Regions from separate parts of the Mus musculus genome. Here regions 2, 3 and 4 are each linked to region 1. Evidence: chromatin contacts called from public HiChIP or PLAC-seq and promoter capture Hi-C data. All regions are on one chromosome and are shown on one strand. The core of a region is the stretch at or near the end of the contact, and the rest is flanking DNA. Distances in the headings are between cores, read along the strand shown.

What was found. Promoter capture Hi-C pulls out the DNA fragments that hold promoters and counts their contacts. HiChIP or PLAC-seq counts read pairs in DNA pulled down with a chosen protein or histone mark.
Region 2: an H3K27ac HiChIP or PLAC-seq map of extraembryonic endoderm stem cells shows a contact between it and region 1. The contact joins the enhancer-like site here to the promoter of Dicer1 in region 1. A contact is called at or near these places in 4 of 39 promoter capture datasets (the SN4741 cell line, cranial neural crest, liver and 1 more), 1 of 484 Hi-C or Micro-C datasets (embryonic stem cells) and 6 of 115 datasets of contacts at active chromatin or transcription factors (bone marrow-derived macrophages, embryonic stem cells, epiblast stem cells and 1 more).
Region 3: a contact with region 1 is called in a promoter capture Hi-C map of cranial neural crest. The contact joins the enhancer-like site here to the promoter of Dicer1 in region 1. A contact is called at or near these places in 3 of 39 promoter capture datasets (the C10 cell line, cranial neural crest and liver), 6 of 115 datasets of contacts at active chromatin or transcription factors (embryonic stem cells, extraembryonic endoderm stem cells, forebrain and 3 more) and 1 of 9 other capture datasets (liver).
Region 4: a contact with region 1 is called in an H3K27ac HiChIP or PLAC-seq map of differentiating embryonic stem cells, with 2.3 times the contacts expected there. The contact joins the enhancer-like site here to the promoter of Dicer1 in region 1. A contact is called at or near these places in 7 of 39 promoter capture datasets (the 3T3-L1 cell line, 3T3-L1-derived adipocytes, cranial neural crest and 4 more), 5 of 484 Hi-C or Micro-C datasets (cranial neural crest, embryonic fibroblasts and embryonic stem cells), 18 of 115 datasets of contacts at active chromatin or transcription factors (SST interneurons, bone marrow-derived macrophages, craniofacial prominence and 10 more) and 1 of 9 other capture datasets (embryonic tail).

What each region holds. Positions count from the first base shown.
Region 1 is chr12:104,750,113-104,757,541 of GRCm38.p6, forward strand. It overlaps Dicer1 (dicer 1, ribonuclease type III), which reads right to left and starts at 1,840. Exons shown (of 27, transcript NM_148948.2): 1 at 1,636-1,840.
Region 2 is chr12:104,879,593-104,886,682 of GRCm38.p6, forward strand. No RefSeq gene overlaps it. Among named protein-coding and RNA genes, the nearest start is that of Clmn, 18 kb to the left of the region's middle. Within about 2 kb of position 2,654, at least 29 of the 459 cell types and tissues checked have an H3K27ac peak or open chromatin away from gene starts, as enhancers often do. A contact at or near this core is called in extraembryonic endoderm stem cells, where this site is marked.
Region 3 is chr12:104,978,736-104,985,988 of GRCm38.p6, forward strand. The region is part of intron 2 of Syne3 (spectrin repeat containing, nuclear envelope family member 3); the gene reads right to left. Among named protein-coding and RNA genes, the nearest start is that of Syne3, 16 kb to the right of the region's middle. Within about 2 kb of position 4,871, at least 124 of the 459 cell types and tissues checked have an H3K27ac peak or open chromatin away from gene starts, as enhancers often do. A contact at or near this core is called in trophoblast stem cells, where this site is marked.
Region 4 is chr12:104,906,295-104,914,057 of GRCm38.p6, forward strand. No RefSeq gene overlaps it. Among named protein-coding and RNA genes, the nearest start is that of Clmn, 45 kb to the left of the region's middle. Within about 2 kb of position 2,022, at least 28 of the 459 cell types and tissues checked have an H3K27ac peak or open chromatin away from gene starts, as enhancers often do. A contact at or near this core is called in differentiating embryonic stem cells, where this site is marked.

The sequences.
Region 1 (7,429 bases), core at 590-3,089:
TGGTCAGAGAGTCAGATGTGGCAATGCTGTGACACAATGCTACACACGTTATCCTCCCTAGAAAGCAGAGCTACACCTAGACGCACTCATACATAACACCACGAAACCACTCTCTGATCAGGACCAAGAGAGTCAGGCCTGGTGGTGCATGCCTGTAATTCCGGTACCCCAGAGGCTGAGAGAGAAACTTCCTAAAAGTTTCTTTCAAGAAAGACAGAAATGAACTACACCAAAAATACCTTCTAAAACCAAAACAAGAAAGTTCAACAACAGACAAACAGCCTAGCTATACAACTCCTGCCCAGAAACACTGCCATAATGCAGTGCTCAGTGTGGGACAGGAAGACAACTACATTATTAATGCAGTTGCAAGGTCTTTTATCACCCAGTTAAAGCCAACCGAGTCATCTTTTGGAGCCACGTGTAAATTCACAAACTTAGGCTACTACATTGATCACTAAAAGCAGCCCTTGGTGCTGACAGTTCTATAAAATACACTCCAGTCATGATATTGTGCACTGTTTATATTACACACTGCATGTTTCACAGGTAGCCTGAAAAGTGAAACAGATTATTCCAGAACTCAGTCCCCAAAGATATCAAAAAGATATTTCCAAAAACACCCAAACTACTGCTTGCTACAAGCCTCACCCAGTATTCACCTTTCGGTTACATTTCAGGTCCTTGGTTACCATGAAAATTTTTGCCTAGAAAACTTAAAATGTTTATACCAATGAATTTCCAACTCAGCGATCCTACTTTACAACAGGTTTGAAAAACATATCTCAAGTTGCTTAACTCTTGAACTGCATCCTTTCCTACTGACTTACAGTGAGGTTCCTCAGAAAACTAACAATCAAAGATTCAGAAACTCAGGAGCGAACTCCCAAGTAAGTCTCTTTCACCCGATGACGTCTTTCAACACTTGATCACCATAATACTTAGGGCATCATATATCGGTAACTAACCCTTTAATCACAAGTCTACTCATAAAAGCAAGGACTATTACAGATCATAGACTCCCAGTCATCCATTTGGGCAAGTCTTCAGGACACTGGCTCTGTCCTGAAGGCAAAGTCACAAGGGCAGCTCATCTCTGCTAGGCAATCCACACCAATTTGGTGTGCTGGCTGGAGATGCACACAGATTTGGCTGAACGAAAGCCCCTTAAGCAAAGACCCTTCTTCGCAAGGTCCAGACGACCTAAAAGGGGAGGGGCACAAAACATGGCCTGGGCCACCCACCCCCTAGGGCCAGCCTTGGTCACCTGCCAATAAACACACAACAGTCCTTCCCAGGGCTCCAGCCCGCACCTCGCTGAGGCCTTGTCCCCCTCCAGATCCTCGGAGGCATCCAGGGGTCCCGCGCCATTTGGCAGGCCCGGGTCGCTCCCGAGACGCCGGCCCGCGTGGATACCTCCTGTCTTCTCCCGGGCTTCGAACGCGGAACGGGACCTGTCAAAGGCCGCTCCTCCTAAGGCGGGGGTGCGGAGAGGCCCGCGTGGACAGTTCTCTGCCCGGGCTCGGCGTCGCGGCCTGCTCCCGGCGCCCGCGCGGGCCTCGCGCAAGAGGCGGGCCGGGCATCGCCGTCCCCCGGGCCCGGACACAAAGCGGCCCAGCAGGGAGCCCGCCTCACCTGCAGCACTGGGCGCCGCGGGCCTTCCAGAACCATCGGACCCCGCTCCGGCGCGCGCGTCACAGCCCAGGCCTCCCGGTGCCGCCCGGCGCCGCCGCCGCCGCCGCCATTTCCTGCCGCTCGCCGTCGTCTCGTTCCCGCTGTCAGGTTACTCCATTCACCTGGGCCCGGAGCCGCCCGCGCCGCACCGCGCCGCGCCCCGACCCCTCCCGCCCGCGCCTGCGGAGACTGCGCAGCGCCCTGCTCGCCCGCAGCCCGCGCTCGGCCCGCGGCGACGGCGCACAGCGGCTTGGAGAATCCCACCGGCGTCGCGCCGCCGCTCCGCGCCCCCTCGCTCGCTCGCCCCGCGGCCGCATGAAAGCCGTCCTGTGATTGGACGGAGCGCGGAGGTGAAAGGTTAACCCCGGCCCCCCAGCCACTCAGAAGCCGGGAGACAGCAGACTCGGGCCGAGGCCGCGTCGGAGGCCCAATGCGAAGACCGAGCTCTGCAACGCAGTCAGCCAGCCTGCCGGCCGGCCGGAATCCTGAACGCGCCGCTGGGGCTACGCAGTCCCAGCTCCCGGCTCCTTTCCCTTCCTGATGATGGCACACATCGCCCCCATCCGCAAGCCCCGCTGCACCGCTCTTTTGGTCCAAAGAACTGATCTCTTTGGGCAGCCCTCAAAACCAACTTGAATAACCAGAAAATGCCCGCGGCGTGCAAACTTGGTTTTATAAGGCTGAGCTTTCTGCTGCGTCTTCTTGCTGAGATCAGAGGAGTAAAGAGACCGACTTAAAGAAAACCATCTTAGTGTAGGACCCTCCCCCACCTCCGTGTAGGCATCTTGGAAAAAGACTCCGGAATAGACTGGTACTCCAGGTGAGGGATGGACGCTTCTAGCCCCGGGCTTCTCTCAGCCACTGGAAGCGCTTACCTGTCCGTCTGAACTATGTCCAACAGTCCCACGTAGTGGTTGTTACCTCTCCAAATTAAGGCTAATCTTTAATAAGTGCAAGTGATTTGTTTATTTGAATAAATACTAGTGTCATTTGTTTCAATTTTTTTATTACTGTTATTTCGAAAGTAGGTCTCACTATGTAGACCAGGCTGTCCTCAAACTCCGCCTGCCTCTGCCTCTCAATTTTTGGGTTTAAACGTGTGTGCCACGCCGGGCGTGGTGGGGCACGCCTTTAATCCCAACACTTGGGAGGTAGAGGCAGGCGGATTTCTGGGTCCGAGACCAGCTTGGTCTACAGAGTGAATTCCAGGACAGCCAGGGCTATTACACAGAGAAACCCTGTCTCGGGAAAAAAAAAAGATATTTTTTTAAAGACTAACTCCTTGTCCATTAGCAGATGTTTCTGATTTCTTTACCTTTAACTTGGAGGCAATATGGTCCATTTGTTTTGTTTTGTTTTGTTTTGTTTTGTTTTTCGACACAATGTTTCTCTGTATAGCTCTGGCTGTCCTGGAACTTGCTCTGTACACCAAATTGGCCTTGAACTCATAAAGATCCAACTGCCTCTGCCTCCCAAGCACTGGGATTAAAGGCGTGCACCACATCCTCGGCTGTCTTTCAAAAAAAAAAATGGATTTGGACTATCCCAGCATGAGGAGGAGGAGGTTACCATAGCAAAATCACAGATCAAGGCCAGCCTGAGCTACATGCCAAAGCCCTGGCACATACATATATGATATATATACTATATTTGTATCATGTATATGATGTATGTATTATATATGATATCTATCATATATATGTATCATGCTAGATATTATGTATAATGTATATGTACCATCCAATGTATAATATAATTAATATGTACTATATAATGTATATGGTATATGTGATATATACCATATCATACATATATGTGATATATATGCATGTATATATGATATATATCCATATCCACAAAAGCTCACGTTTACATATGCAGTTGGACAGTGTCCTGCTCTCAAGAACATTAACTAACAGAAACACAGCTGCAGAAGAGACTCCTCCCACATGATTCACTCAACCCACACGAGTTGCCCCTGGAAAGACCCTCCCTCACCAACCAATAACACATCAAAATGCACCAATTTCTTCCCCACAATTCAGTCTTCCAGTCCTAATATATATTTATCCCTACCCCCCCCTTGGGACTAATCTTTCAGAAATATGAATTCAGGACTACTGGTCAGTGACCTCGGAGTCCAGCGCATGCTCACAAGTGCTTTATCCTGCTCAGTCAGGGCGGGGGGGGGGGGGTGGTTAGAGTTGACTCAATAATCTTTGATCTTTCAGAATTCTGGATTTTTCCACTTGAGATGTATTATTCAGGATTATGATAAGCAGCAATGAAAGATAAACAGTCCAAAGTTAAAAAAAAAAAAGAAAGTCTCTTCTACACCTGCGCTTGTGCCCCAACAGCAAACCATTGTTTCTTGTTCGTTCTTCAAACTTGCCTTCACAAGCAAGCCAAGATACTTATTCTCTATCTTCTTCATTTACAAAAGCCACGGGCAGCATGACGTGTACAGTTGCGGCATCTTGCTTTTAATACAATACACACACATAGAGAACAGATGTCTACAGCATGTGGAGGAGCCCCCAGGCTTGCCAAGAGTCACCAGCTCTCTGTTGCACATGTGCAGGCTGAGACTATTTCGTATTCAGCGTTGGTACACTAAGAATTGATCCAGTGTATAGGGTGAGGCATGACCCCCAGTGATTCCCCACCCCCATCCCCGACACTTACACAATTGTCCATGTTCCAGCCCTTGTGGACTCTCTGGGTTCGGAACGTCTCCATCCCAGTGGTCTATCTGTTCATGCTCCACTTGCTGGTTTGTTCTTGATCTGGGGATCTAAACTCGTAGAAGAACTAGAGTCCTCATTTTGTTTGGAATCTCAGAGCTGATGTTTCAAGCCACATTAAGCAGTGGCACAATGCACCGTGCAGTGCATTTTCTGTGAGCTAACTTTGATTTTTCCATCAGATATTCAGGACTCCACACTGATCCAAAAATAATAACTGAGGAGGAGAGAGAGCTCTTCCTTACCGCAGAATAAGTTTACAAGGAGTTGTGTCAGAGCAATGATCTATTTGGCAATTATGTTTACTAAATCTGATGGATAAACATTGAACGAGGAATGAGAGATCTTAACTCAGGTTCAAAGCATCTCTCTACGAATTCTTTGAAAAATGATAACTTTACAAGAGAGTGATCCAGCAGATGCTATCTCACCCAGATGAAGTCAGCTGTCATGGGAGGAGATAACAGACACATCCCACTAGAGTCACAGCCTCAGTCTTGTCAAGTTTTCTAAGTTTCAAGTTGGAAGTGTAGCTATGGTAGGGGTTCATAAGGAAATGTTCCTTCAGGCTGGAGAGATGGCTCAGCAGTTAAGAGCACTGACCTCTTCCAGAGGTCCTAAGTTCAAATCCATTCTTGGTCAATGGCATAGCTTCAGGATGTCTTGATGGCAGCAGTTCCACTATAGGGTAGAGGCCCTCACCAGCAAGGAGGAACAGAGGCTGGCCCACTGCTGCCGACTCCAGGGGAAGATCACCACCACTTATCTGTCCTTCCAGGAAATACCATCACAGACCTGCCCAATGGTTAGATAATTTAAGGACCAAGTGACAGGATTAACCATCACAATACCTAATAGGCCAAAAAAAAAAAAAAAAAAAAAAAAAGCCTACGTACAAAAACCAACTGAACGTATCATAGACAAAATATAAAACCATTTCTAACTAAGATGGTAAGGCAAAATAGTTAGACTTGGATTAGATACCTCACAATTTAAAACTTCCATTATCTGTAAAAAGACACTGTTAAGAAAATCAAAAGAAAAGCCACACATTTGAAAAGGGTGTTCTCCAAATGCCTATCTAAAAATGGCTAGTCTCTGTAAATTATATTTTTATGATTTTAAAAGCTTAGCAATAAACAACCCAGGTACAGAATGTGAGCAGATGAACAGTAAATGAATGTAGGCAGCGAATAAACACAAAGTTGCTCAAACGGCTGGAGAGGTGCCTCAGTGGGTAAAGCATTGACTGCTCGTGTAGAGGACCTGGGTTCGATTCCCAGCATCCATGTGGTGGCTGCAAGCCATACATAACTACAGGTCCAGGGATTTGACAACTTTTTTTTTTCTTTTGCCTCTGAGGAAACCAGGCACACACAGACCATGCACACAGGCAAAACACTCAAACGCTTAAAAATATTAATAACTGTATTGAAGCTGCTGAGTTGGCAGGAGGCTTTCGAAACCACAAAGCCCATCAGGAGAAACTACAAATGCGGGCTTCCCAGTCTAAGTGGAGTCGAAGGGCTTGATGAAAAAGGGTATTTCTGTTGTCATAGCAACAAAACCCCACTTTAGGAGGCATTTACTGGATCGATATACTCTTGCTACCTTCCGAAGGGAAAGTGTGGATTTTGTTTTTGTTTTAAGGCAAGCGGGGTGATTATTAACTAGATATGATGGCTAAGTCACTTCTCCAAGTCCATTCCTCCACGCCTGTTTCATGGAAGCATTTTCAGTTTGCTCTCAATGGGGGCAGAAGGCAGGACAGGCCTGTGCCCACCTTGCTGGGCCTCCTCGTTTTCTTTAGGAAATTGTAGTGGGAAAGGCTGTATGAGACTAAGCCAATGGGGGCCTTCTCCTGGCCACAGCCCTAGACGGTAGGTTTACTCAGTCCTTGAAGAATGCTTTCTGCCAGAGAGAGACGCTGGTGCCAAACACGTAGAGATTTTTGTCTAGCTGTTACACTGGAAAAAAAAGAACATATCACTTCAGTAGGATGGCGTCTTCCACCAGCATCAGGGTACCAGACAGGACTGAGCCAAATCAGACTTCTCCCAATACCTCATACAGGGCAGGAGCCCTGAATACGTTGTCCTGTGTGGCACTGGGAATGGGGCTTCCATGGCACTGAAGGACCAATATGTCAAGTGCTTTGTGACTCTGTTATATAATCTGGTTTGAATGAAGACGGTTCCATGGGCTCTTATCCATTTGGGGGATTTTTTTCCTCCAGATGGACCCAGATCCAGCCCAGGCTCCCAGCTACACTCTCCTCAGAGGGTGACAGTTATCTCCTCACATGGATATCTGGAATCTTCCCACAGTCCCCAGGGACAGAGTAGACAGTTTAAGCACACCAACTATGTACAACACAGCACCAATAGTGTAAACACTATTTCCCCACACATGCACACACAGGTGCACGCACACACACACACACACCTCAAACTCTAGGGCTTTCTCTGGTCGTTGCAGATAGGCCACTCTTTAGCCGAGCAAGACAGGTTGACCCGTCACACGGATTCTGAAACTGCTGGCCTGTGGCTTCCTAGCTGTCTTCTTGCAGCCTCTTTTGCTATGCCATGTAGGGAATTTACTGTCAGTCTAGGAAACCCAAGGCCACTAGGGACATTTCCCAGTTCTGTTATGGCAGAGGCGGCTCAGTAAAGTCCAGGGAGGGTGGGGGTGGGGTTGAACTCCAGGGGAAAAGGAGCTTTAATGTGGACAGACAGGGTGGTGACATTTTACTGACGCTTGAGTCCCTTTCACACGGCTCATCTTCCTTCACACAGTGGGGCTGTGGCAAGGCTGGCAGGAACTGAGCTTGGAGAAGCTGAAGTCATTCGGAGGCCTCTGAAATTCAGAGCAGATCGCTGAGCTGGGGACACTGGAAGTCCTGTGGTCTCCTTCTCTCCAAGAAAAGAACTTCAGATCTGTACCTGGTAGCCAGCTTTCTCCTCGGGGGTGTAGGCGATGCCTTCCCAGGATCAGCCTCAAACCCCTTGGGT
Region 2 (7,090 bases), core at 1,404-3,903, 130 kb after region 1:
AGCCTGTGATAGGATGGCACCTGGCCTGACACCACGGAGCAGCCCGGGAGGTCTATGCTCCCTCCACGAAGGCATCCAGCGAAAGCACAGCCACACATCCTCTCAGCCTAGAGTTAATGGGATATCTTGATTGTTCCTGTCAGCGAATGACACCGCTATTCAAGCTTTCAATTCATCACGTACTTTTAAAAGCAAACTCTGGGGCCTCAATTAAATAAGCTTCCTCATTTACTTAATAATGGTGCCATATTGACGGAACAGGGACATTCTGTGAGGAACATTCCCTTCGCAGACTCTTTCAGGATCTGAGGTAGCAGATGGGGGTGGGGCGAGCAGCCTCAGGCTGGCTTGGAGCCTTGGTTGGAACCATGGGACCTTGGAGCCTGAGAGTTGACCTGAAAGTCACTTTCAGGCTGCCTGAATTCTTTACCACCGGTCCCTCAGATCCCATCCTTGGTAAGGCAGGAGTAGCCTCTGTCACACAGCAGGGGCTCAGAGCTTGCTTCCTTTCACAGTCCTTTGGTCAGTGGTTTTCTCAGGCAAGCTGTTCATGCATCGACCCTCTGGCCAGGGTCCTGGGGCAGAGAACCAACAGGCACCTCTACTGAGAGGCCAACACAGCCACCATGACAGCCAGTCTCTGGAACTCACTTCCTCCCCTCACATATCTTTCAAGGTCCTCTAATTCCTCTCTATCCCCAAGAAGGCTCCCAGGTTCCATTTTAGTCATCTCCGGACCTGTAATCCATCCTGAAGTCTGAACCTTGGTTAGCGCAAGCTTCCACCAGGCGCGCCTCGGACCACTCTCACCCCGCTGTCAGGCCCTCATCCCTCAGTGTCGGGGAGCCGGCAGTCTTCATGGAACCAGTCGTAACTGTGGCCAATTTCAGTAATTTCAGAATTGCCAGGGAATTCCAGCCTGTCGCAGCTGCTCCTTCATGCTGCCTTTGATCTCCACTAGTCTCCGTGAGACGCAAAATACTGTTGTCATCCTCAATTACTCCAAGGGACAGGGTGGCCTTGACCTTGCCACCAGGCTTCCTCAGCCTACATGAGGCAGGCAGCAGCTGTTACGGAGGAAGGACAGGCTCTGGGCAAGGGAACTTCCTCAGGCCCATTCTGGAGGCCGCAGCCTCTGGAGCAGAGAGACCCCAGAGCCTGGTGCATGCTGGGCCTCCACCTTATCATTCAGCTATATCTGAGCTCTATGTTTTGTTGTTCTTTACTTTTTATTGTGAGCCAGATCCCTTACCAAGTTCTCCAGGCAGGCCTTGAACTTGCAACCCTCTGGCCTCAGCCTCCTAAGGTGCCAGAATAACAGGCTTTATAGCACTAAATGCAACTGGGCTGACTTCTCCCTATTCTTCACAGCCCCAACTCTGGGTGCATAACAAAAGCCCACCTTTCCTGCTAGGTTTCCCCTTACACAGCCCTGTCAGAATGAAGCACGGTGTTAGTGCGCCTCAGCCAAGCTCGGGGGTTTTGGTGGCCTTACCACACACTGATGTGTGCCCCAAACAACATGGCTGTCATAGATAGCAACTGTCCTCACGACACCTAGCCAGCTTGTCCAGTCCCCTAGAATTGCCAGGGGTTTTCCTCCAGAGCAGTGGTTCTCAACTTGTGGGTTGCGACCCCTTTGGGGTTGCCAAAGACCATTGGAAAACACAGATATCTATATCATGTTTCATGACAGTAGCAAAGTTATGAAGTAGCAACGAAATCATCCTATGGTTGAGGGGTCACCACAACATGAGAAACTGTATTTTCGGGTCACAGCGTGAGAAGTGGGGCTTACCGTCCTGGCCAGCCCAGCCGAAGCCTTTGTCCCCTTCCCCCTCTCTCACTTCCCACTTGTGTCACATTAAGCCACCACTTTTACATAAACATCAAATAAAACCGGTAGCCTGACTGTGCTGCCCCCATCTCTCCCAGGACAATGGTGGCCACCCCTTGCTGGCCTCCACACATCTACCTGGCTCCTCATTGATCTCCATCACTATGGATTCATGTCCCCCTGACACACACACCCCATGCCAGGCTAGTGATGGCAACCTGAATGACTTGTGCTGTGTCTTGGTCTGGCCCTTCCCCCGCCACACTGGGGACCTAGCTGAGCTAGGCACACACCCCAAGACCTTTGCACTGTGTGAGGTAATTTGACACGAGACACTCACCTGTCTCGTCCTACCAGAAGCTTATGTGTACACTATACTGTAAACCATGCCTCCATTTCCTTGTAGAAGCCAGGGCTATTTTTAATTCCCTTCCTTCTATGTAAATTCCCTTGAAATATTTCTGTGACCATGTCCCCTGTCCCCTTTAAAAAGTGACACACCCTCTACCACAATATTCACACCCACATTTTATTGACATATGAACCTGACAGTCTCCATCTGTATTTAAGCATTTCAGGGAGAGCTGGGGTCAGAACCACACAAAGTAAGAACGGTGTGTTTGTTGGCATGATGGAGGAGAGGCAAGTGTGCCTACAGGCTTTCCAGCTCTCTGAGGACCCCCATCCATTTAAGGGGGGATGAGAAACACAGAAGTTCTAGCTCAGTTACCTTGGGCAAGCCCCACACTGCTCAGCTGGCAATTTCTTCAGCAAACAATAATGATGGTGTTTACCTGGCTGCCTCCACAAGGACTGATGTCATGGGGCCCCACACAAGCCTCAGCACAAAGGCACTTGGCCAGTTAGACCTCACCACTCTGTGCAGCTGGCACCAAGGAAAGGGCTCTGTGCTGTACTGAGACGTGGCTCTCTCTTGCCTGGGACACAGTCTTTTCTGTGAGATCCCAGACTAATCTCCGGGAACAGACAGACAGCAACCATCATCACCCCCATGACCTTTCCCCAGGAGCTGGTGTGACAGCCCAGCGATTAGCCATTTTTTGGCTTTAGTTTTCTCTCCCACCACCAATCTGATGGGCACCGCTTTACATTTCTGTGCTAGCCCCACTTTGGTCATTATGGGAAAGGACGTGGCTTTGGGGACAGTTTCTTCATGTGGGTGTGTAGGAAGGAGAGGGCAAGTGGGTTTGCTCAAATGGGAGAGTCTTAGAAATGCCTGCTGCTGTACTAGGCTCTGGGTGTGGCAAGGAATAGGTAAACAGGAGGAGGCTGCCCTCGGAGAGCTGAAATCCTGTGTGAAAGGCTGACTAGGCGGATTACAGTAATAAAAGGCCATGTGACCGTGGGTTATGCCAGTCAATGTCCCATTGCTGTGCTAAACATCTGAAAAGTCAACTCAAAAGAGCCAAGAGGAGTTTGTGCTCACACTTTCATGATCAGCTTTCCGGGTCTGCAGGAAGGGTTTCATGGTGACAGGGCTTGGTGGGGTGCAGCTGCTCATTTTGGCAGCCTGGAAGAAAGGGACAGGAGAGCAAGCAAAAGGATGCAGTGGAGACAAGTGACACCCTTCCGAAGCATGTCTCCACACTGGCCTCTTTCCTTTAAACTCACCCTCAAATCTCCTTGCCGCCCATCACCACCAATTATAACTCTATCAAAGGGACTTTTCACTGATGAAGACAGAGTCTTCTCTTCTGTTTGCTGGTTCATCTAATCTGTGTCTGGGTTCATCTGTAATGCTATAGCTAGTTTGTGTGTGTGTGTGTCTGTCTGTCTGTCTGTCTGTGTGCCTGTGTGTGTCTGTCTGTCTGTCTGTCTGTCTGTGTGCCTGTGTGTGTCTGTGTATATCTGAGTGTATAGCCATAGCTAGTGTGTATGTGGGTATGTATGTGTATGTGTGTGTGTGTGTATGTGTATATAGCTATAGCTAGTGTGTGTTTTTGTGTGTGTTTATAGCTGTGTCTGTGTGTATACCTGTATTTGTGTCCATGTGTTTATATCTGTGTGTGTATCTGTGTATGTGTGTGTGTCCATGTGTTTATATCTGTGTCTGTGTGTGTATCTGTGTATGTGTGTGTGTCCATGTGTTTATATCTGTGTCTGTGTGTGTATCTGTGTATGTGTGTGTGTCCATGTGTTTATATCTGTGTATCTGTGTATGTGTCCATGTGTTTATATCTGTGTCTGTGTGTGTATATCTGTGTATGTGTGTGTGTCCATGTGTTTATATCTGTGTCTGTGTGTGTGTCCATGTGTTTATATCTGTGTCTCTGTGTGTATCTGTGTATGTGTGTGTGTCCATGTGTTTATATCTGTGTCTGTGTGTGTATCTGTGTATGTGTGTGTGTCCATGTGTTTATATCTGTGTCTGTGTGTGCGTGTATCTGTGTGTATTGTGATGGGGATGGATAGCTTTCTGTGTGCTAGGCAAGTACTCTAGCACTGAGCTACATCCTGAGATGTTTACTCAGATGAGAGTTCTAAGCAGAAGAAAGGCATGATGTCATCTGCAGTCTTGAAGGATCACCCAAGCTGCTGTGTGGAAAAAAAAAAATGGGGCCGGGTGGAGCAATGAAGAGGCCTGTGAAGAAATAAATCCAGGCAAGGACTGATAGTGACGTGGGCAGGGTAGGGGTAGGGAAAAGAATGCAGATTCCAGAGATACTTTGAAGTTATTGCCTGTGGAATTTGCTGATGTAGGGAGAGGGATTCGAGAGGCAAGAATGGTGGTGGCCTGGATATTTAGATTAACACTGAGGCAGGCGAGGCCAGCAGCTGGGGTGGGTCAGTCAGGAAGCAAGCAAAAGGAGTTGTGCGCTCAGTTTGGCACTTCCAACCAAAGGAGACAGTCGGGCAGGCTTCGAGAGACTGAAGCTCTGAAAAGAGTTTGAGAGTGACCAGTGTACGTACGTACGTGTAATATCAAATGCTTTGAGGATGGATAAGGTCACTGAGAGAGAAGAGAGGAGAGGAAGGAGGAGGGAGAGAAGAGAAGGGGAGGGGAAAACAAGGTACTGGAGAGATGAGGGAGCGACTGGGAAGGTGTTAGGTTTTCTGGTTTTGTTTATGTTCTCTTTGCTGTGTCTGAACGTCCAAGACAACTTGAGGGAGAGAGCTTGTATTTTGGCTCCCAGTTTCAAAGGGATCAGTCGGCTATTGCCTAGCTCCATGATTCACGCCTGCTGTGAGGCAGAGATCATGGCAGAGGAAGAGTGGCAGGAGTTTCTTCTTGTGCTCAGAGATCAGAGAGGCAACAGCTAGAAGTCAGGTGTCCCATTGTTTTCCTGTTTCCTTTCTCACTACATCTGGAGCCATCCACACTTAGGACAGGTCCCACCCACCCCCCACCCCACCCCCCGCAGCCCCCTAGGGGCTTCTGAATCCATTTAGGTTGATAATGAAGATTAACCACTTCAGAAGGGGGGAAGGGAGAGGAGCGGAGAGACTGATGAGCCAAGGAGGGGGAGGCCAGAACATAAGTGAAGGATGTACTTGGAGACGGAGGAAATGTCCATTAAATGTGTCAGCTGCTCCGGGAAGAGGAGATGAACATTGGCCATCGATACTGTAGACCGGAAGTCTGACGATTATTGATTCTAGGTAAGACACAATGCACCCCATTCACAAACTGTCAGAGGCAGGGCGTGCACACTGCCCTACAGGACCCCATACCACAGCCACTGGGACCCCACCAGCTGTACTTCAGGAATCACAAGATTGGCAACCCCAGGAGAGAACGAAGGAGAGTCATCAGCACCCAGAACACAGGCTTTTCTGTGAGCAGAGGCTCTGGGATGCTGTGCTGTGATGACCTAATGTGAGCCCCCCATCTTCCATTACACATCTTGTCCACAGCTCAGGGTTGATGGGGGTAGAACGAGCTGGATTAAGTTTTATGCTGATAAATTCCCTAGCTTAGTTTAATCACTGTGACCCCCACTAACATTGCTCACCTGAGGTAGCCTCAAAGGGCCAGGTTCTCTGGGAAAGTTCTACTTCTCCCAACCCAGTGATCATTGGTGATCAATGAGTTGATTGACTCACTGATGCCCTCATCCGTTCATTATTCACTGATTCGAAACTCATAAGAAGACAACTGGACTGTGGACTGCTGGCCTTTGCCTCTCTCTACTTTTTGAGTATCATGAAGAAAGTGCGCTGCCTCATGTGCACAGTCCTGTTTGTATTGTGTTTATGTGCATGTTGTGCATGTGTGTATGAGAGCGTGTGTGTGTTTGAATGTGTGTGTGTGTGTGTGTGTGTTGAGGGACCATGAGAACAGATAAAATTCACACTGTGAGGGGAAGAGGAAAAAGGCAGGGAGCCTAGGGCTCAGGAATAGTCTAGGGAGGAGAGAATATTCACCAGGGTGAGCAAGACTTGCCTGGGGCTGGGAGGAAGGCTGCATCCTCCACGTGGTAATGGACCACAAGGCCCCAAGACAGGCGGGATAGCATGAAACCACAAGGCTTTGGAAAGCTCAGAGCAAGGGCAGAAGGCTAGTCAGAGCTGTGTCTACCCAGGTAATGATAGGAATCGTTAGGCGTAATCACTGAGCAAACTAGGTTTTAGTCACTTGGTTGGGTAATGTCATTCTTTGAATGGAAAGGGCGTTATCTCCAGGTGTTTAGATTCAGCTGTCACCATCTGTGTCTATGAAGGCCCTGGGTGGAGGGCTCCCATGAGTCCTCTGTCTCCTACATTTCAGACCGAATGCTCTGGGCAGGACTCTGAAAGAATGATGGGCTTGGATTTCCTAATCTTCCCCGTGCTCACTCACAGTAAAGCACAGACAACAGGCAAAAGCCTGGAGCATCCGCAAATATAGAGCTGGGAGTCCATCCTCCTCACAGCCCACTCACCCTCTGACGGGGTGGGAGGGTGCTGGTAGAGTAGCATGTGGAGGGTGGTTTCTCTCTCATTTGAAAGTGGCAAGGCCTCAGACAGTGGGACACATGCTTTCTCCAGCTTCAGGGACAGCAGGGTAAGTTCACTCACCCGGAAGAAGTCTCCAGGGAATTGCAAGCCGATAATCTAGCACTCGGGAGACAGAGGCAGGAAGATCGAAAACTCGAGTTCAGCTGGGGTACACGATCTCGTCCAGAAGGAAGGGTGGGTTGCGCTGACAGCTTAGTCAGTAAAGTGAGGATTGTGCAAGCGTGTGGCCCAGAGTTCAAACCCCAGGACATCTGTGAAAAAAGCAGGGTGTGGTGGCTTATGCTTGTAACACTA
Region 3 (7,253 bases), core at 3,621-6,120, 230 kb after region 1:
ACACCCGCAGCCACTCCCTGCCTCTCAACACTTCTTTTGAAATATGCCTTCACGTGTGCTTAGCCTCTGCTCGGGTTCTTTGTGGCTCCAAACTGCTGCCCAGTTGCAAGTCTTGTAGAGCTTCCGAGAAGTCTGCTTTCCTATTTAGCAAAGCCAAGAACTCGGGGACAGAAAAATCATCCCCACGGCCTCAGAAGACAGGAGTGCCCCGTGATTAGCAGAGCAGTGCTTGCAAGCAGAAGGCTTCGTGACCCAATAGTGTACCTCACAGCAGGCAGGGCTAAGCCCAGCATCAGATGGCACTCACACTGGCTGGTGAGGCTGCAGGCAGAGTTCAGGGGATCTGAACCTCTTGGGCAAAGCCGCCACACCAAGGAATTTCATTAACGCAGCGCCCTGCCCACCTGACGCTGCAGCCCCAGCAGTAAATAAGCAGACACAGCCCCGCAGCCCTCAGGATGGACAGCTGCCCATAGGGCATGTGTGGCTGCGGAAGGCTAAGGTCCTTCTCAAGTGCAAAGAGGTTAAGAAAACCAGGCATAAGATGACCCAGCTAGCAAATACTGACAATCCAGTTTGGGACACACACGTTCTAGCACGCACTCGCGCTCGCGCACGCACACGCACACGCAAACACACATACCCACACACACACTACTTTATTAACACAGTAAATCACATGATCTGAACCACAGATCTTCTAACTCCAGTAACTCTGAAATAATATTGAACATAACCAACACTTGGAGACTGTGCGACAGCTGCACCGTAAACTAAAAATACCCATGTCAGAATGCCAGGCCCTGCTAATAGCAGAGGGGCTTTGCTGCTGCCTGCTGTATGAGCCAGAAAACCGTCAGGGGTCAAGTGGAGGGGAGAGTGGAGTCACTTTCCCATCTAAGCTTGTGGGTCCCTGAGTTCTATCCAGGGGTCCCCAACACTACACAGACCTCACGTGACAACCTGAAGTCTAGCCGATGGAGAAAGCAAGAGAGTGTAAGGAGCTGACAGCTGAAAAGTCAAACAATAGGCTGGAGAGATTGGCTGAGGGGTTAAGAGCACTTACTGCTCTTTTAGGGGACCCAGGTACGGTTCCCAGCACCAACTGGCAGCTAGCAACTTGGTGGTTCACAGTTCACAACTATCTGTAGCTAGTTCCATTGGATCCAATGTCTTCCAGTCTCTGTGGGCACCAGACACAAACACAGTGCACACATATACATGCAGGTAATCACACACTGCCCTTGCTTGTCAATTTGATACATTTGGAAATAACTAAAAGCCAAATGGCTGGACACGCCCATGAGGACGCTTTTCTTAATTAAATTTGTTGAAGTTGGGAAGACCCACTTTTAGATCCATGTTTAATCTGGGCCGTACCTTCTGCTGGTCACCTACACAAAGGACCTGGAAGGAGGAAGCTCTCCTCTCTATGGTTGCTTGCTTTCACTCTCACTGGTAAATCCATTCCTGAACGAGCTTTGGAGTCTACTTCTTTGGGATTCCAGCGTCTACTGAGGAGCAGCTGAGCCATCCAGCCTCATGGACTGAGCAGCTACTGGATTTTGGACTTTCTGTGGGTATCCAGACATTGTTGGACCACAGCCTGTAAGTCACTCTAATAAGTCACATATATATTATGCATTCACTATATACAATATATAAGTATATATAATATGTGCATATACACATATACATGTACCCACACATATATATATCTTCAAATCCCAAGTAGAAATAGTATTTTATTTTATTTATTTTATTTATTTATTATTTATTTTTGGTTTTTCAAGACAGGGTTTCTCTGTATAGCCCTGGATATCCTGGAACTCATTTTGTAGACCAGGCTGGCCTCAAACTCAGAAATCTGCCTCCCTTGCCTCCAGAGTGCTGAGATTAAAGGCATGCACCACCACATCCGGCTTCAGTGTCAATTTTAAAAACATAAAATTAAATAAAGTTTTAAAAGGATTCTTTCCGGGTTTGGAGAGATGGCTCAGAGGTTAAAGGCACATACTGCTCTTGCAGAGGACCTGAGTTCAGTTCTCAGCACCCACACTGGGTAGTTCACAACCACCTGTAACTCCAGTTCCAGGAATCCTACCCTTTCAGCCTCCACATACACTGTACTCACGTGTACATACCACAAACACACATAACAAAAACAAAATATTTTTTTTAATGTTCTGGAAGAATCTAGTAGATTCTAAAAAATCTTAAGTAAATTTTTTACATGTGCTCTAGCTTTCAAAATTAATAAGCATCCTTTTCTTCTAGTTTTTGACTGCTTTTTCAATCCATATTTGTGATTTAGGTGTCCTTCGAACAGTTTACAGAGAGGTAATTTAAAATTTCTATATGGATGTAATGGACCAAGGAGCCACCATAGGACAAAAGGGACCCAGAGAAAAAGAGATGGTGATACCATCAGACATGGGGTGGAGGTGGCAGGCACTGGAGCCCAAAGGAGACACCGTAACTACAGGAGGCCACTCAGCAGGACAGGCTACTGGAGCAAACCCCAGCCTTCTCCTGGCTTAGCCCTGGCAGAAGCCAGCACACAGGAGTCTGGGCAGTGCAGCCCTCAGAGGCTGGCTCCCCCATCCCTGTGCTGAGTAGTTTTATGCCAACTTGACACAGCTAGAGTTTTCTGAAAGAAGGAAAACTCAATTGCGGGGGGTGGGGGGAACCCTCTGTAAGATCCAGATATAGAGCATTTTCTTAGTGATTAATGGAGGAGGGGGAAACCCATTGTAGGTGGTGCCATCCTTAAACTGGTGGCCCTGGGTTCTTTAAGAAAGTAGGCTGAGCAAGCCATGGAAAGCAAGTTAGCACCCCTCCATGACCTCTGCATCAGCTCCTGTCTTCAGGACCCTGCCCTGTGTGAGTTCCTGTCCTGGCTTCCTTTAATGATGGGCTACAGTGCATATAGGCCCTTTCCTCCCCACTTGCCTTTAGTCATGGTGTCTCATCGCAGAAATAGAAACCCTAGCTAAGACAATGACATAGGCACAGATGGGGTGGGGAGAGGCAGATAGGAGGGCGCTGGGCCAGAGCGAAGCACACTGTCCATTTGGAGGATCCCTGTACCCCAAGTCTAGCTCCCAGAGCAAAAGGCTGAGCTAGTCTTGCAGGAAGGGCTGGGTTCTTGGCATTGGCAAAAATGCCTAACCTGGCCTCCTGACAGCTTGGCTCCCAAGTCCTGTCTCCTGGGGTCAGTCAGATCTCCCTCCTCTCCCTTCCTTCTTTCAAGCTGAGAGTCCCTACTTGGCTCTATGGTGTTATTGGTAAAGCACCATGCCCCTAGCCTTAATCCCTCTGTGCTGGTCAGTTGTTTTTTTGTTTGTTTGTTTGGGTTTTTTTTGTTTTGTTGACAACTGGGAAGAGGAAATCTTATTTGAGAAAAATGACTCCATCAGATTAACCTGTAGACAAGTCTGCAAGACATTTTCTTGATTAATGATTGATGTAGGGGAGAGAGTCCACCCTGGTCGGGTGGTCTTGGATGGTATAGGAAAGCAGGCTGAGCAAGCCATGAGGAGCAAGCCAGTGAGCAGCATCCCTCTGTGGCCTCTGCATCAGTTTCTGCTTCTAGTTCTGTCCTGGTTTCTTTCCTTTACGATTATAACCTGTGAGTCAAATAAACCCTTTCCTCCCCACATTGCCTTTGGTTGTGGTATTTATCACAGCAATTGAAAGCAAACTAAGACAGACAGACAGACAGACAGACAGACAGACAGACCGACCTACCTAATGTCCCTTTCTAAGGTTCCACTGGGCATAGCCTGCAGTACTGCTTGCCCTCCAGAGATGCAGGGCTCATGGAACCCTGATCAGAACTGAACCATATCTTGTTGATGACATGCCTAAAACACGGCCGTACCCCCTCAAATAATGCAAGGGGCAAAGTCGGGCTCTCAAAGTAAAGCACACTCTGGCATTATCGGCCTTATTCTGCAGTGAGGGAAACAGAGTCAGAGAAGCCTAAGAACCGGCCCGGGAGTGGTAATTCCAGCTTCACAGTGGTTACAGCCGCAGCCAGCACTTCCAGGACATCCTTCATGTGCCTGACTCCATAGCAGCAACTCCCAACCTGAGGATCATGAGCCCTTTGGAACCATCAGGAAACACAGATATTTAAATTACGATTCATAACAGTAGCAAAATTACAGTTACGAAGTAGCAATGAAATAATGTTATGGTTGGGAGGGGGGGGTCACCACAGCATGAGGAACTGTGTTAAAGGGTCACAGCAGCAGGAAGGTTGAGAAGCACTGCTCCAGAGGAAGGATTTATATTTATTCAATTATTACAGATTATCACAGAGATCCACACAGGCACACACTATTCTCCTTACTGTGGTGATAAGAGAACTGAGGTTCGCGGATACTAAGAACCCTGCAAGTAGCACAGACAGGTCTTGAACCCAGGACAGCCTGGATTTAAGCCATTTGTTTTTAGTCCCAAGTGCTACACAGCCTGCCTTGCCTGCCTCTGCCTGGGCTGCGGCCCCATTGAAAGCAGCCAACTGATGTGGGGAACTGGGGCAGTCAGCCCTGTGTGAGCTATCTTCAGAGACCTGGGTCTCAGCTCAAGAACCTAGAGTTTGGGACATGCTCCATGGGGGCAGCCAGGTCCCCTCAGACTGCCTGTACTGGATGCTCTCACCCTTGTGCCCTCCCATCTCATCTACTGGCACTTCGTTCAGGAACCCTGAAGGTGTGGAGAGATCATGATGAGGAGAGCTAAGGTTTTGCAGTGGCTTTCTGAGAGGTTACATCCCAGCGTTCCCGCCCAGTCACCCTAGCTGGCCCACCACAAACTGATCCTGAGTCCTAAGGGGCATGCTCCCTGCGTTGTGACTCACCAGCCCCAGCAGTGACTCAGTCCTTCCTGCCACACATGGTTCCCACCCTTCCATTCTCCTTCCCTCTGGCCTTGAATACACAGAATTTAATTATCTGCACCACAGCTGGTTTTAATCCCAAAGCTTCTCCAAGCGTGCAGTGGGAAGGTTCCTTTCCTCCAGGCTAAGGGGGATGGCGGAGGATGCGACCGACCAAGAGATCACTGCCCAGACTGCCAAGGGGATGGTCCTTGGCCTCTCTTTCATCATGTTTACAGAAGGTGATTCTAGGAATGGAGTGTAAAAAAGGAGGGCCAAGGACTCTGGAAAAGCGTGAACCAGCTATTGAGCCAGGCACCTGCGTGCTGCCCCGTTAACCTCACACCCCTCCAGGGCAGCAGCCTCTAAAGTATGGAACATTTTATCACATCTTGAAGGTAACAAAACAGTAGCACACAGGCTCAGGGACTGTGCAAAATGCACACAGGTTTTGGGCAGGGCAGGTTCCACTGGCACCTCAGTCAACTAGCTGTGAGGTCAGCCCTCCATGCCCACGGTTTCCAGATCCATTGATGCAGCCATCAATGATAAGGTATGTAACCTTGGTTACCCTGGAACTCACTATGGAGACTAGTTGGCCTGCAACTCACTACATAGACTAGACTGGCCTTGAACACATAGATATCCTCTCTGCCTCTGCCTCTCTGCCTCTCTGCCTCTCTGCCTCTCTGCCTCTCTGCCTCTCTGCCTCTCTGCCTCTCTGCCTCTCTGCCTCTCTGCCCCTGCCCCTGCTCCTGCCCCTGCCTTGTGCCAGCTGGAATGAAACGCTTATGCCACCATCCTTAGTCTCAGATTTTTGTTGTTGCTATTGTTTGAAGTTGCATTTGAGCCGGGCACAGCAGTGTATGCCTGCACTCCCAACTCTTCGGGGATGCAGGCAGGAGGCTCAGGATGTCCGTGTTATCCTCGGCTACAAAGCAAGTTTGAGGCTGGCTACACCATAGCATCTCTAGGGAGCAGTCCCAAGCTCTCTAGCCATAGGCCTAGGCTAGGGGATACCAAGAGTTGGGAAACTCTGCATTGGCAACTCAAAGGCAGGGGGCCGATTAGGGCACGGCTGGTGCAGGATGGGGCGCTGAGGCTTTACCATAGCGTTGTGGATTTGGGTGCAATTTGCACAGGAGGAGTGCCAATCACAGGGATTCTTAGGGGTTCCTGCACACAGGGCCAGCTGCTGACAGAGAGTAGGCAGAGGTGGTCTGCAGGCATGGGACTAGCTATCTGCTGTAGGCAGAGCATGCTGAGGTGGGTGTTGGGACCATTGGGGCCTGGCTGAGATGTGGAATTGTCCCATCTGAGGCTGATACCAGCCACTCAACACAGCCGGACTTTAAAGAAGACATGTTAAGTATCTGTATTTCACACTGAAGGTGGCGATACACACACACACACACACACACACACACACACACACCTCTGAAGACCAACTAGGCAGGTGCACCTACCCTCAAACCCTTCAGAAGCCTCTGGAAGTCTGCTGAGCCAAATTGCCAGAACTCACCCATCAGTTTCTGAAATACTGAGACAGGAGCTAGAACGATGTCTCAGCAGTTAAGAGCTCTGCCTGCTCTTCCAGACTGACTAGAGTTAGATTCCCAGCACCCACATGGAGACTTGTGAGCTTCTGCAAGTCCGGTTCTGGGGAACCAGATGCCCTCTTCTGGCCTCTGTAGGTACTGCATGCACAGATATGCTCGCAGGCAAAACATACCCAGATACAAAAATAAGTTGTAGAATAGAGACTGAAAGGAGCTGAGAGAGAGAGAGAGAGAGAGAGAGAGAGAGAGAGAGAGAGAGAGAGAGAGAGAGAGAGAGAGAAGCGGGGGTGATATATAAAGGTGCACGAGTGTGTGAGAGAGTATGTGAGCACATGGTCATGTGTGCACATATATGAGTCCAGAGGTCAGAGGTCAGACTTACTGTTCTCCAAGAGCCATCCATCTACCTTGGTTTTTGAGAACAGGGTCTTTCACTGGCCTGGAACTTGGTTGAATTTTTCCCTCTGTTTGTGGGGGGTTTGGGGGGTGATGAGAAGAGAAAGTGTGTGTATACATGTGCAATGGAGGCCAGAAGACAACCCTCTGGGGCCACTCACCTTTGTGTCTGTAGGCACTAGCCTGGAATTCTCCAGGGATGTCAACCAGTGAGACCTGGACTCTGCTTGTTTCCACCTCGCCACCACTGGGCTTACAAGCCTTTGCCTGGCTTCCATGAGCCATCACTTTGGCTGTAGATGTACACATCTAACTACTAATGAGCATTTCAGGATAAACAAGGCTGCAGGAGGGCAGGGCTCATCCCAGCTGTGGGGGAGAGGCTGAGGATAGAAACAACTCAATCGCAGTCC
Region 4 (7,763 bases), core at 772-3,271, 160 kb after region 1:
CTCAATGTATTCCTGGCTGTCTTGGAACTCTGTAGAGCAGGCTAGCCTTGAACCCAGAGATCCTCCTGCTTCTTCCTCCAAAGTGCTGGGATTAAAGGTGTAATGCCACTACATCCAGCTAGTACATTTTCCCCTGAAGGTGAGGGTTTTGAAACGTCATGCTTAGGTGCTAGTTCCTTTTGGTCAGCGACCTTCAGTGTACAGGGCACTGTCTCAGCAAAGAATTTCTTCTCTTCTTTTAAAAAGTGTCCTCAAGGTTGGGTGTGAAAGAGAGAAAGAGGGGAGGCCAGTGTCTCACAGTCCCTGTTATGGCACACTCACAATGAGCAGAAGACCTTCCACTGGGTCCGACTTCTAAAAATTCCCCCAGTCTTTCTAACAGCACTAACCTGTGGACTAAGCTTATAAATGTGGCCTCTGGGACACTCTAGGTACAAGCTGTCACAGAGGGGGAAGTGATTACGTCATGAGGTAGTACCTCAAAGAGGAGGACAGGAAGAGACTCTTAACCCCTTCCATGTGAGCTCAGAGTGAGAAAAAAGGTTCTCACCAGAAATCAACCTGTTAGGGACCTTGAGTTCCAGCCTCCATAACCATGAAAAACAAACTTCTGTTGTCCATAAGCCGCTCCGTCCGTAGTGTTTTGTTATAGTAACTTACTATAACTCTAAAATGTTTGTTCTATGGATAACGAAGTCAGTGTTCTAGTGCTGTGAAGAGACACCACGACCATAGTAATTCTTATACAATTATAATTCTTATACAATTAAACAATTGGGGCTAGCTTACAGTTTCAGAGGTTTAGTCCATTATCATCATGGTGGGGAGCATGGCAGCCTGCAGGCAGACAGGTGCAGGAGAAATTTGAGAATTCTACATATACAATCACAGGCAGCAGGAAGAGAGACACTGAGCCTGGCTTGGGCTTCTGAAAGCCCAAAGCCCACCCCTAGTGACACACTTCCTCCAACAAAGACACACCCACCCCAACTAGGCCACGCCTATCCCAACAAGGCCACACTTATCCCAACTAGGCCACTCCTACCCCAACTAGGCCACACCCACCTAACTAGGCCACACCCCTAATCCTTCTAAGCAGTGCCATTCCCTGATGACTAACCATTCAAATACATGAGCCAATGGGGGCCCTTTTTATTTAACCCTTCACAGGTATGTTTGAGGATATGAGTTAATTCGTTTATTAGACAGATGTTGTGCAAACATCTGCTATGTGTTATATTTGTGCTGGTGACTGGGGATAAACTGGTGTTGGCATATACTTATAATCCCAGCACTGGGAAGTTTGAAGCAGGCTGATCAGAAGTTCAAAGTTATTCTTGGCTAAGTTGTGAGATGGAAGATATGTGAAACCCAAGAAGAGGAAGGAGAGAGGAACAGAAGGAAGAAAGAAGAGGGGAGGGGAGAGGGGGAGGGAGGGAGAAAGAGAAGAACAGAAGGAAAGAGGCAAGAGGAAGAAGGGAGCAGGAGAGAAGGAGCGAGGGGGAGAGGGAGGGAAGGGAGGAGTGAGGGAGAGAGGGAGAAAAAGAGGGGAAGGGGAGGGAGGAAAGGAGGAGAGTGACGAAGAAGAAAGAATCCATCCTAGGAGTCTTCTGCTTACAGAATGGAAACTTTACGTCCCTCGGCAAAATATTCCCGCTGCTGTAAAAAGACAAAATGAGCCACTGAGAACAACGGCTCCCTGAAGTTTCACCTTGTCGAAAGCAGAATTCCTCACGGGAAGGCATTCTTATTTCTTGTTGTGAAAAGGCCCCCAACATGAACAAACACACGCACACAAACCAAACAGACCACAGCCTTTCATGTCAGTGTCTGGTTTTAATTTCCCCTTTTGTTGCCCAAATCAGATTTGTGTTGCTAAGGAAGTTAATTGGGGGCTGTGACCGAGCTGGGATCCCATGCAGAGTCCAACCCGTCCGGCGTCTGTCTTTTGAAGCTCTCCTCTCCAAAGCCCGTTATCTTCTGCCTTCGAACAGCTGTTGCTGTGATCTCCAATCTGCCCTGCACTGAGGCCTGACTTTATCATGAAATGAGGTGAGGGGGCCAAAGAGTTGCCTTTATTGTCTAAGAGGACGCTAAAACTTCACAAGAAAACTTCTTTTTTTTATCTGATCACCGGTTGGCAGGATTTACAGCCTCCTGGGAGAAGAGGGGTCAGGAAAGTTCAGCATCCTACTTTGCCTCTAATCAGGGAAGCAGAAGGCTTTAAAATAGGATTAGCTATCCACCGGGTCCTTTGGGTGTTTGGCCTCCCAGGGGTCAGATCAGTCCTCAGGGCGTCTTTTCAGCTCCATCTGGGTACCAGGTACCATGCTGTGTTCTTCAGAATAAAGACAGACCAGCTTTGAAAGCAAGCCAGGGGAAGAGGGAACCCGAGGTTATCTATCGCTCACCCTCTGTAGGCTCCCACAGGGCTTCACATAGAGCGCTTCTGGGCTTCTTTTTAGCAACCCCAGAATCAGAGACTAGTGATGAGACCAGCCTACTGAGGCCAAATGTGGTAAAACAGGTTCAGGCCCAGAGCTTTCTGAGCCTTTGTCTCCTACCTAAGAAAGACCTTGTGTGTCTGGGGGTGGGGGTGGGGTGTGCAATGGGGTAGGGTAGAAGCCTCAACTCCAGCCCCAGGTCCATGACAACGTGGAGGCGGATAGCAGAACACTGTCTATGCTCCGAAGATGCTGAGCAGTCAGTCCAGTAGTTTCCGTTTGACTAAAATATGCTGTAGAGAGAATCCAGTTGGTCAAGAGCTTCCCTTGCTGGTGTGAGCTCCTGGGCTCAATCCCTGGAGCCCATGTGGGGGGGGCGGGGGGAGGGGGAAGGCAATGGTGACTGCCTGTGCCTGTGACCCAGCAATGGGGAGGGAAACCTGAATATCCCTGGGGGTTGTGGTCAGCCAGGCGAACCTAATCTGTGTGCTGCATGCCCAGTGAGAGACTGTCTCAGAAAACAAACTCCTGAGGAATGACATCTAAGATTGTTATCCAGCCTAGACACATGTGTGCGCATGTGAGCACACCACAAACACACACACACATACACACACACATGCACACACACATGCACTCACACGCATGCACTCACACACATGCACACACATGCATATACATACACCTACTCACATGAACATGTATATGTATGTATGTATGTATGTATGTATGTATTGATCATCTATCAGTGTATACATCTATGTATCTATGTATCTACCCTCATATAATTCTTGTATATCACATATATAGATATATATGATATAATCCTATACATACGATACAAATATATGAATATCTAAATACATATTTATATATTATTATATGCTATATGTAATAATAAATATGTGTATATATGTATCACAATTCTTGATGCCTCTCTAATTCCAATATCTTCCTGAAAGCTAAACAGCCTCTGGGACTCAGGTTGGTTAGAAGCAATGGGACCACCAGCAATCATGGCTTCTTCCAATCTTCTATCCCTTCTATAACAACAACAGTGACAGAGTGTCATTCAGGTCTAAGATGTTGTCTGGTCAACATGCCACTCGACTCATGGGTTCATCAGGCGCTACCTCCTCTGGGAAGCCTGGCTGATCTCCCACACCCCTCACTGATGGCCAGCATGGGGTGTACACAGCTAGGACATTTGTATTTGCTGGCTCAGCACTTATTGAGGTAGAGGTGAAAGGAGCATGTCATATAGTCAGTCGTCACTCAAGGGAAAGGATTGAGGGCCACAGGGGCCAGATACAGGGCATGATCTTTGGGGGGAAGACCCTGAGGGTTCTTAGGAGATGCTGGTCTGGGACCTTTCAGGCTGGGGGACAGGGACAGTGTAAACCCACCTACGGTTAGGATGCTTAGCTGGTCTCCAGGGCTGGCATCTGCTTTCCTGTAAGTGTAACCGCCCAAACAAACAAAGGTGGCCTCCGGAAGGTCACAGGTGGGTGGGATGTAAGTGGGCACACTATGAGCTTGGTGGATTCTGTTTCCACCATGAAGCTGAACGCCCCAGGGATCCAAGGACAGAAGAATTAGTAACAAATCCTGGGTCTGACACTGGCTGAGCGTGGGCTGCCATTTGATTCTAGCAGCCTAGCTCCCGGTTTGTGTTGGGTGGAGGTATGGACACAGAGAGAGAGGTGCCCCTTGGTGCTCAGCATGGCCTACCCGATAGCAAAAGCCTGAAAGCAACCTGTTGTTTCCAAAGTGATCCCTAAATCTCTTTCCCTCCCCCTCTGCTTGCCCTGGCCCCCAGTGAGGCCTTCCGTGGTGGGGGTACCTTCCCTTCACCCTGCACCTCTTGTAGCTTCCTTGGCTTTACCTCAGTTGGCCCACCTCTCACACTAGAACTGGGGGTGATGGCTTCAGGAGAGAGAGCTTGCTGGGAGTTGCAAGCCCTTCAGCTGGTCTGAAGGGGAGTTTCCTGGATGACTGTTCGAGTCCATTTTGGTTCTTTTCGCTGCCTTCAGGACCGGCGCTCCCTAGAGTCCTTCCTGCCTTTGCCAACACAACTACAGCCCTCATGGTATCTGACAGAAGTGTAAAAGCTCAGACTGTATGCACCCTGCTCAGTCCCTCCAAGGCCCAGGCCTCCTGCAACCAACTAGGCCTACATTTCTCCCTCAGTTCCCACCATGGCAAATTCCAGAGACAGCTATGTGCTAGCTGCTGCTGGAGACTCTGTGCTGTGTGCTAAGATCAACATGCTGTCTAGAAACAAGAATTCCTCACTTGGGAGCCATGGTGGGTTCCTCTAGCTGGCTGGATCTGTTGTGAATTTCTCACTTCTGTGTTCCTTTCTCTGAAGGTTCCATGAATTTCAGGTTTCAGTAAACTTAATTCAGCACCTACCAGACACCATCGTTCCATCTGCACAGTCCCTGTCCCTGGGCACACCAGAGGATCCCACATCTGCACAGTCCCTGTCCCTGGGCACACCAGAGGATCCCACATCTGCACAGTCCCTGTCCCTCGGCACACCGGAGGATCCCACATCTGCACAGTCCCTGTCCCTCGGCACACCAGAGGATCCCACATCTGCACAGTCCCTGTCCCTCGGCACACCGGAGGATCCCACAGCTGCACAGTCCCTGTCCCTGGGCACACCGGAGGATCCCACAGCTGGGACAAGTGTGCTTCCTTTACTAAGGCTGGTGTTAACAAATGGAACTGGCTGGCTTCCAGCAATGGGGGTTTATTCCTGTGTAGGTCAGGAGGCGAGCATCTAAACCAAGGCATCACTGGGCCTCAATTCTCCTGAGGGACTCCATTCCACAACTCTCTCCAAGCCTCTGCAAGTGGCTCACGGTCCCTGGTTGTATGCAGGATTCCAACACCTGCCTCCATTGTCACGTGACCATCTTCTTGAAGATACCAGGAATGACAGATTCAGAGCTCAGCCTACTCTGCAAATATTATCACCTTTGAAGAACTGGGTTACAATGTCAATGCTTTGGGATTTTGGGGGCGGGTGGGGGTGGGGAGGGGACGCAGCATACCCTTTAAGACCCACTAACAATGGAATCAGACCACAGACTCAGGTCTGATGGCATATCCTTGCTCTTTGTGCCTGAAGCTGATGACAGCGGAAGCCAGCATTTCAAGTGGCAACAGCAGTGTTGTTCTTGGTGATTATAAATCACAAGAGCCCCACAAGGCAGGCATTGAGATACCCCCACTTTAGGGTCTCTTTATATATGTAGCCCAGGCTGTCCCCAAATTCAAAATTCTGCTCCAGCATCCTTCATGCTGGGATTGCAGGTCTGTGCCACCATGTCAGGACCGAATTCCTTTTAAAGGTGAGAAATTGGGGGTTGGGAGGGAGGGGGCTCACACTCAAGGCCACAGGATCTCATAGGAGCAGAGCTGGGACTTAAGCTGCTGTCCTTGACACCCCACTGAATCTCCTGAAGACCTGCCTTGCTAAGAACACGGTGCAATGTGCATATATGTTGGTGAAGCACCCCTGGGAACCTTTCAAACAGACCACTGGGCTGGCGGTGATTACTGCAAACCCCAGCAGAAAGGGAAAACTTGGAAAATCCTTCATGGAAGAAAGGACTTCTCAGGGCTAGGTTTAGCAGCGCAGAGACAAGGCTGGGGGTGGTAGGGTTCTGTCTGACTAATTCAAAGCTCTCTTCTCGAGTAGATGAGATAAGAAGGGGGCTTGCTGTTTACTGAGAACCCAAGCTGGGGTGAGTCTGTGTGGACTTAACCTCCTGGCCCCTGCTCCAGCAGAAATGTACTTTGAAAGCTTCATTCCTCTCATGAGGAGGGACATCTCAGTAGGGGGTGGAAGCCTGAAGAAAGGGGACCAGCTGAGCAGGCCCAGTGCCTTCTTCTTCCCACGGATCCGGAGCCAGCCTGTGCCCCAGCCCAGAACCCAGAACACTGAGCGGTGAAACGGCCTGCCAAAGGCCGACCTAGATCCATCCTAATATCCAGAGCAAATGACTCCCAGGGAGCCAGTTCCGTTGCCAGGGGCCTGTTGTCTGCGTCAGGCAGTCAGCTGTCACAGTTGAATGACATTTGACAATTGGATAATACTTGTATTTTTAGGCATGGGTCACAGAATCCTTTTGTCTACTGCCAGGGCTGCCCCCACACTGGGACTCTAAGGAACAGAACCTCTGGGTGCCTGAAATTCATGCTTCAGTAAAAGTGGGTGGGTGGTGTCTGCCAGGCTAGACAGCGTGTCCCAGGGTGAGAAGACCTCTACCAAGGACATAGGGGTCTCTTTGGTGTCTTGGCAGAGCATGGTCACTGTAGCTGGTGCTAACCCACAAACGGCCAAGTTTATAACTTCATGGCCCTGCAGAAAAGAAGGCATACAGGTTGGTTCCTCTGCACAGGGTAGGGGGACTGGGCTGTGGCAATGGTGACAGGAAACAGGTGTTCAGCCAGCCAAGCTAGCAAGGTCAGCAAGAGCTATGAATGCTACAGGCGGGTGGGCAGCCAGCATGAAGTGGGGTGAGAAATGAGCTCTGAGGATTCCAGTCAAGAAGGTGTTCAGAAATAGAAGGTCCATATTAAGGACCAGGCACTGATCACACAAGGACAAAGCTGGGCCCCAGGGTCTCAAGCAGGGCCCCTCAACTTTGGCATTTGACCTGCAGAGCTGGCTCGTTCTTTGTCCTGGGTAGCCAACTGTCTTCTCCATTGTTGGCCATTCAGTAGCATTTCTAGCCTCTCCCCAGCCATGACAATGAATCATGTCCCTAGACATTTCTAAATGTTTCCAGGACAGAGGCATGAAACTGTCCCCTGTAGAGTCTTAGAAGAATCTGGAGGTTTGGGGACAGAGGGCAGACTACAGGGATGGACATGAATAATGGCCCAGGCTGTGGGACAAGGGACCCACTCTCCACTCACCCTTTGTGCTTTAGTTAGGGCCCTGGGGCAAGCGTAGGGCGCCTCAGGCCCCTGTTCCCACAGAGGACACACAGGAAGGTGTCACAGGTGAAGGGAAAGGCTGGAGGCTGCTGGAAGACCTGGCTTAGAAATAGCAGGACAACGGTATCCTTGGTTTCCCCTTCTGTATAATGGGAAGAACAGCTCCTCTCTCACAGAGACCCCGCAGAGGTTAGCAGCACTTCTGTGCCTGCTGTTGGGGGAGTCGGCCAGCAAGGCTGCTACTGCCATAGCTGGTTCTCATGTCTTCCACCGTGATCCAGACATGGCTCCTCCCATCCCCAAGTGTCAACTGCTTCTCTCATTCCCCTGAACTCTAACCACCGCAGGCAACTGTGGCGTGTC